Regions from separate parts of the Oryctolagus cuniculus genome. Here region 1 is linked to region 2. The links are chromatin contacts, called in public Micro-C maps. All regions are on one chromosome and are shown on one strand. The core of a region is the stretch at or near the end of the contact, and the rest is flanking DNA. Distances in the headings are between cores, read along the strand shown. Region 1 has its middle 110 kb from the start of TPO. Region 2 holds the start of PXDN (peroxidasin).

Region 1 (3,541 bases), core at 1,030-3,529, 120 kb before region 2:
AGCATGGCTGGCGGAGGGGCTGGGTGCCCTCTGCTTCCCCTCCCCCACCCCTTCTCCTTTTGTGCAGATCTCCTGGCCCACTCATGACTGGTATTTCTCTGTGCAAGGTAACCCATGTTCACGTGTGTGTGTGTGTGCACACACGTGTGCAGTTTCTCATCTGAATAAATCTACCTCATATATGTCAGCTTAGAATGCCTATCTTTGTGCATGACAAGGACCTGAATTGAAAAATCCAGCTGCTCACCCACAGCCCTAGGGCCGAGCACCGCACACCGCCCGCATCTGCGGCACCAGGAGTGGCAGGTTGTCTGGCCCTGCCGAGCAGTAGCTGGTGCGGCGCCGCCCACAGCACAGCCGTCTGCCCACCATGTCCAGGGCCCTGCCGGGACATAGGGCCACGGGGCGGCAGAGGCACTCTGACCTAGGTTGGAGCCCCATCTCTCAGGCTCAGGGTCAAGTGCCACTCAGCTTGCTCTCACGCTATGGGGGTCCTTTAAAAGGTCCATGGAAAAATAGAATCAAACAACACGTTTTTGAAATTCATAGTTTTTTGTTTGTACCATTTCTATGAAACTTTTGGATTTCAGAATGGTTTTGGACAAAGATCTAATTCCATTTTTGATGAGTTTTTAAGCCCCCCTCAAACAATTTTAGGGAGAAATCTGGCTCTAGGAGATGCAGGAGAAATTCTATGAGAAGCTGCATCAAGGGCCAAGGAGCAGGCCAGCCCTAGAGGGGCAGGTGGCGCCCCTCGGCCATGGCCCTGTCCAGATGGGGATGGTGACCTCCAGGTCGTGTGGCCCTGAGAGTGGACAGCAGCCCAGCCAGGGGCAGAGCCCAGTCCGGAAGCCATGAAGGGCCGAGAGTGTGCGGGGAGCAGCCCTGGCGGTGCCTCTGGGGGAAGGTGCTGCAGGCCTGGCCCCCGCGTCGGGTTGCCAAGTTGAACCAACCTGGCCATCAGGAACAAGATGGACAAGGGCCGATGGCACCCAGGCCAAGTCTACACAAGACACGGCCGTGGGAGGCCATGCTGACCTGTGCAGCGGGCGCTCGGTAGCCACCAGCCTGTCCCACCTGTCTGGGCGGCAGTGCCGGGTGCCGTGGCCTCCGCCTTCCGTGACTGGATGATCGCTGTTCCCACACCCACAAGGCCCCTGCCTGGAGCGGCTCGGATGCCCAGGGCCTCTCCCAGAGCAGAGCCCCAAATTCACTCCGTAGGAAAGCAACTGGAGCACATGCGGCAGACCGAGCGCCAGGCCCGACACCCCTGGTCAGAGCTGGCTCCGGGCTTGGAGCAGGGCTCACTGAGCACTTGCCACATTCCACACCCTCTGCCAAGCGCCAGCCGTTCAGGCCGAGGAATCCAGACGCCGTCTTCCTCGAGCGCAAGCTTCAGACAAAACTGCAGACAAAAACAATTTGTGGCAATTTTCTCTTTTTTTTCTTACCCATGGAGTCTGCGTTTGCAGTCTCCCAGGCGGAAAGCAGGAGTGGCTGCCACAGCTCCGGCCAGGGAGGCGAGCAGGAGCCGCAGATGGGGTTTCCAGGACGCTCTAAAGGGGGCGGCCCTGTTGGCAAGCACGCATTTGCTCTTGGCCCTCCTCTCTTCCTGCTGCTTGGAACAAATACAGAATGGCAGGAGCCCCAGTAGCCACCGTGAGAACACGAGTAGGAGGCCCCTTGAGGAAGTGCAGCATCAACAGGGCCTGCCTCCAGATTCCAGGCCTGCAAGGGGACAATACAGGGCTGTGTTTTCCCGTGGCTCCCACGGGCTGTTCTGTTGTCCGTGCCCACCCCCATCTGGGATTCAGCAGCTGGAGCCAGGCTCTGGTGGACTACAAGTAAACAAGCGCATCAGGGCGATGATTTCAGCTTGGCGCCCAGGCTGCAGAGGAAGGGACGGGCCAGCCCAGCAGCCGGCGGAGGGCTGGGCCTGGCAGGGCCTGGCTGGGCCTGGCTGGGCCGGCGGGCTGTCTGGAGGGAGGGGCGTGCAGGTAAGCAGGCCCCGGATCAGGAGCTGGCCGTCCAGACAGGGCAGCGGCGAGCAGCGGGTCATGCCTGGGCCCAGCCAGGGCAGGGCTGAGACAGCCAGAACACCCTGGGCACGGGTGTGGACCACGCGCTGTCTTCGGGCCTAGTTCTTTAGCAATGAGCAGCCCGGGGGCGAGGCGGGCTTCCCCGCTGAATCGCCTGGGACATGCTGGCCAAGACGTGTGGGCAGCCCACGATGGGCGGTCTGTCGGGCCACCTCCCGGCTCGCCCACGCCACACAGGCACTCCTGAGCTGTGCCAGCCAGAGGTGTCCCCTGGCCTCGGCCAAGGTCTCCCCGCAGAATCGCCCCTGTGAAGGGGCGCGGGGGGGGGTGGCGGTGGCCTGGCGGTGCCCGTGGTGCAGAGGCGGGGAGTGGGGGAGACGGGAACCCCGAGCCCCCTGTGGAACAGGCCCCGGGCCGCCTCCGGGATGCCCTCGGGAGCGGCGGAAGCATAGCCCTCCTGGGACCCAGGGGCCAGGCCAGACCACGTGACCTGGGCAGGGCACCCGGAAGTGACGTGGGGGTTTTCCTGGGAGCCCCCGGCCAGCTCCGGGCAGGCTGAGACGGTGGAAGGCAGCCTGTGGTGGGACCGGCCGCCGGCAGCGCGCGTCACCTCCTCCGAGCCGTCACCAGGATGGCAGGACAAACCTGACGCGCTCCGGAGATGGCGTCGGCGTGTGCTGGGGGAGCGACGAGGGGTGCGAGGTGGCTGTGGGGGCCACGCTGCCAGGACCGGCACTGAGGGAGGCAAGGGGCGGCCAGGGACGGGGACAGAGAGGGGGACGCGCAGTGCCTCCTGGCCAGCAGCCTCCTGCGTTGTGGTGACCGACAGCGGGGTAGCCTTGACTGACACGCCCACTCCGTCGTGCTCCGAGGCTTCCCAAAAAGGCTAGAAAATGGACGCTTTCCTGGAACTCCCCACCCTGTGCGGGAACTGCCCAGGGCACCACCCCTCAGGAATACTCCCTGTTCCTACTCTTGACAGAAAGGACAGCCCAGACCTCGGGCGTGCACTTCCGCCCAGGATAAATCTTAGCCCCAACACCTTCCTTCCCCTGTCAGAGAGAAGCGCCCCCGGACCGACCCGGCCACCCCACCGCGCCGCCTCGCCCGGCCCAGCCGCGCCTCAGCCCGGCCCAGGGGCTCCGGCAGCTGCCGGCTGAGGGCGCCCTTGCCCCAGGGCTGCGGGCCCGCCGGGCACTGCACACGGGCTGGAAGTCAGCCTGCAAGGATTGTGTGAACACAGCATGAGTGAGCAGGCCGTCCCAGCGTGGCTGGGAAGCAGCCTCTGGGCCAGTTCCCGTGCCTCTGGGGCCCCGCCGGGGCAGAAATTCCTGCTGGCTTGTGACAGAGCAGCTTTCTCAGGGCTGGGAAACCAACCCTGACCAGAAAGACCCTCTCTAACAAGCTGGAAAGCACCTGGAGAGAAACTGGCGCAAAGAGCTGGCCCCAGCAGTCCCAGGATTTCAAAAACTCAGAGCAAATGCCTAAACTGGCCCAACAGA
Region 2 (3,640 bases), core at 313-2,812:
TGATGTCACTGCCCTCTGGTCCTCAGAGGCTTCTGCTGAGGGCCACACCGGGCAGGGCAGGGCAGGGCCCCAATTTTGCTCCAGAACACGTACTCCGACCTATTACTCTTTTCAAAAGGCAGTTCCCATTTGTTAGCAACACGCGGGGCAAGCGTGAAGGCTCCGATCAGAGGGAAAATGGCTTCCCCGCAGCACTCGCTGAGGAACTTCACCAACTCTGCCCATGTCGGGTCCTCTGCGCCGAGGGGCTGCTCCCCGGACGCGCAGGCCGGGCTGCCCACCAGGCTCTGCAGGCCAGCGCAGCTCTCCCTCCAGCGGCCCAGGGGGCCCCAGTACCGCGCAGACGCCAGGGGAGAGGGGCCGGGAGGGCTGCGTGCTGTGCCTCGGAGGTAGGAGCCGCAGCCGCTCGCTTCCTGGACGGTTCGCCCAAGTTTTCAGGGCTTTCGCGGGCTCCTTGGCGGTGCCAAGTCCTCCGGCTCCGCCAAGAAAAGGGAAAACTATTTTTGGCATGCAGACGGGCAGCTGCACTGGCGTCCTCGAATTACCGTTGGCGCCTAAGACGCAGCAGACCTCGCAGACTCCAAGAGTCCCGCGTCCACGCCGCAGCCCAGGTCCCCCGGGGGGTCGCGGGCGCGCGATCCGCGGCGCCGACCCCGACGCCAGGTGTCCGCCGAGTTCGGCGCGCGCGCGCGCAGCGCCGGAGCCAAGGCGCCGCTCAGAGCCACGGCTTCGTCCCGAACCGGGGCCGCCCCGCTCGCCGCAGGCGCAGGGGAAGCCCTGGGGACACCCGGGCGAGCGCGGAGGACCCGCGAGGGGATTTCCCGGTGCAGGGCTGGGGCGGACACCGCCCTCCGCGCGGAGGGGGGGCGGAGAGGCGCCCAGCAGGGAGGGCGGAGGAGGGGACCAGGGGGGACGCGGCCGGGGGCGCGCCGCGCTCGGAGCGGGGGAGGGCGACGAGCAGGGAGGACGCGGGGCGGCCGCGGGCGCGGGCCAGGCCGGGCCGGAGGAGCAGGCGGGAAGTGGCGGGCGAGGCAGGGCTTCCCCCGGCTGCTCCAACAACTTCCCGGGCCAGCGGGGATCCCAGATTCTGAACAAAGGCGGCTCCCAAGGCCGCGCACTCGGCGCTCGGGTCCGCCCCTCGGCGTCCGGGCCGGGCGGACAAAGGCCGGAGCGCCCACGCCCGCGCCGGGCCCCCGATGCCCCCAGCCCCGGGACCCCCGAAGCGGGGCCCGGCCGCACTCACAGGATGGAGGTCTGCGGCGCCACGGCGGGCACGGCCTCCAGCAGCAGATGCATACAGCGCACGGTGGTGCGGAAGCACAGACAGCGGCTCGGACACCCGGCGCCCGGCTTCTGGGCGACCGCGACCAGCGACCCCCAGCCGCAGCAGAGCACGAGAGCCAGCAGGCAGCGGCGCACGGGGCCCGAGGGGCGCGCGGCCATGGCCGACGGCGCGCACGGACGCTCAGGCTCACGGACAGACCACGGACAGCCCGGCGCGTCCACCGCCGGCTCCCGACTGCGCCCGCCCGGCCGCGGCCCACGTCCCAGCTGTGCGCGGGGGGCGGGGGGCGCCAGCTGCGCACATGCGCGCGGCTGCTCCCTGCCCCCTCCGGCTGCCCGAGGGCCGGGGCGGGGCGAGACCCGGGCCGCGGCGTCCGGTACTGAGCCGCCAGGCGGATAGAGGCGCGCGCGATCTGGACGCCCTGGGCGGCGGGGAGGGTTAGGGCCCGGGTTTGAATCCCCGCTTCTGCGCTTGGAACGGGACTTCTGCGAAGTCCTTCCCCGGGTCCTGGCCGTGGCTCCTGCCTGCGTGCGCTGCGGGTTAGGTCCTCGGCTACCTTTCCGACACTGCGGAGCGCGCCCTGGGTCCAGGCAGGCGTCAGGCAGCTCCCGCGCCCTCTCCGATCCATCTCTCCCCCTGAGCTTCAAATCAACTCGCTTTAGCAAACAGCCTTGGTTTCCCTGCTGCAGGCGGAGGCCGGCCCGGCCCGGGCCTGTTAATCACCCCACGCCGCCTGTTTCAGGGCCCCTCCGTGGAAGGAAGGGGCCTTCGAGAGAGGAGGTCCCAGCTGGATGCCCACCTGTTGGCGCCTTCCCTGAGACGCCGCCCAGGAAGGGGACCCGGGCGCTCAGCCCAAGTGCAGTTCAGGGAGGCTGAGGTTCCAGCACGCACCTCTAGGCCCTCGGGCACGTTCTGCATCCCTGCCCACGGGCTTGTTCTCTCATTTTGCAGGTAAGAAAGTAAAGGCGAGCCGTTTGCCCAAAGCCAGATTCAGAGGGGAGCCGAGTTCTGTTCTCTTCTCAACCACGGGGACTCTCCGCCCCTCCCTTCTCCCCCTCCATCAAGGTGAGGGTGAGGGCATCCGGGAAGGGCCGGCCCAGTCACAGGTGAGCCCTTGAAGCAATGGAAGCAGCTTGAGACAGCCAGCACCTGTGGGGGCAGCAGGGGAGGGGGAGGGGCTGGGCTCTCCGGGTCGCAGGTGCACTCTGAGCTCTGCTCTTCCAAGCCGGCCCTCAGTGGAGAGGCCAGGAAGCCTCAGCTCCAGGCCCTGTCACTCTCCCCGCCGACTGCTGGTGACACGTGGCCTCCAACCTCCTGGAGCCGGCCTTGGAAGGAAGAGAGAATAAGACAGGGAGCGGAAACCCTGTTCTGACCCCTCCTAGGAGGTGGCGGTGGCTCAGCTACAGCCCAGGGTAGGGCCCACACAGGGGCGGCACCAAGTAGCTGCTCAGAACACCATGTCCCTGCCCCTCCTCGGCCTCATGCGAATGCGCACCCTGGGAGGCAGCAGGCAATGGCTCAAATGCTTCAGCCCCTGCCACCAACGTGGGGGAGCTGAACCGAGCTCCAGGCTCCTGGCTCCAACCTGGCCCAGCCTTGGCTGTTGTGGACATTTGGGGACTGAATAGGCAGAGGGACGATCTCCCTCCATCTGTCTGTCTCTCTGCCTTGCATATAAAATCCAAACAAGTTTCTATTGTTTTTAAAGGAGCGTAAGAATGACGGGAGCCAGGGCCTTGGGGTCCTCTCAGAGGCCCCCTACCATGGCAGGCTGGCTGACTGGCTCTGCTGAGTCTTCCTGGAACCAGGGACACAGCAAGAGAGGTGGGGCCACGGGCAGGGCGGGGTCCCCATCCAGCAGTGGACCGCAGTAAGTCCAGGCGCCACCTGCATGGGAGCAGGTCTTATCCCTGCTGAGGGCACAGTGGGACCGACGAAGCCGGTGGCCCCCAGCATGGGCACGGTGTCAGGGCCCAGGCACCCATCCCTCTGACCACCTGGCTACAGATTCGGAGGTTCCCAGGAGCCCGCTCCGGTCCAATGACTCACGGGGACCATAAACAGGGAGGTGCTACCGTTGAGTCCTGGGTTCATCAGAGCTGAGCCCACCAGCTGAGTCACTGGGGTCAGCTCGGGGAGTGTCCCAGATGCAGTCTGTGCTCTTGCCCAGGAATCAGGAGGGGTCACGGTCACGGTCACTGCCCCAGCGCAGGGATGGCAGTGGTCGCCACGGTTTCTGCCGGGGGCCAGGCCTGGCTGAGCGACTGGCCCCCAGCTCCCCTCCCCTCCACCAGAACCCAGTCCTCTCATCGCATGGCCGGTCTTTCCTCTGCTCAGAGTGGTTGAGGACCACTG

Evidence for each region. Hi-C and Micro-C count contacts between places; a contact is called where the count stands out from the background.
Region 1: a contact with region 2 is called in a Micro-C map of ear pinna, with 4 times the contacts expected there. The contact joins the enhancer-like site here to the promoter of PXDN in region 2. A contact is called at or near these places in 3 of 6 Hi-C or Micro-C datasets (ear pinna, psoas muscle and an unstated tissue).

The regions. Positions count from the first base shown.
Region 1 is chr2:199,413,384-199,416,924 of mOryCun1.1, reverse strand. No RefSeq gene overlaps it. Among named protein-coding and RNA genes, the nearest start is that of TPO, 110 kb to the left of the region's middle. Within about 2 kb of position 2,279, at least 4 of the 8 cell types and tissues checked have an H3K27ac peak or open chromatin away from gene starts, as enhancers often do. A contact at or near this core is called in ear pinna, where this site is marked.
Region 2 is chr2:199,296,565-199,300,204 of mOryCun1.1, reverse strand. It overlaps PXDN (peroxidasin), which reads right to left and starts at 1,562. Exons shown (of 23, transcript XM_070069761.1): 1 at 1,244-1,562. The coding sequence starts at 1,443.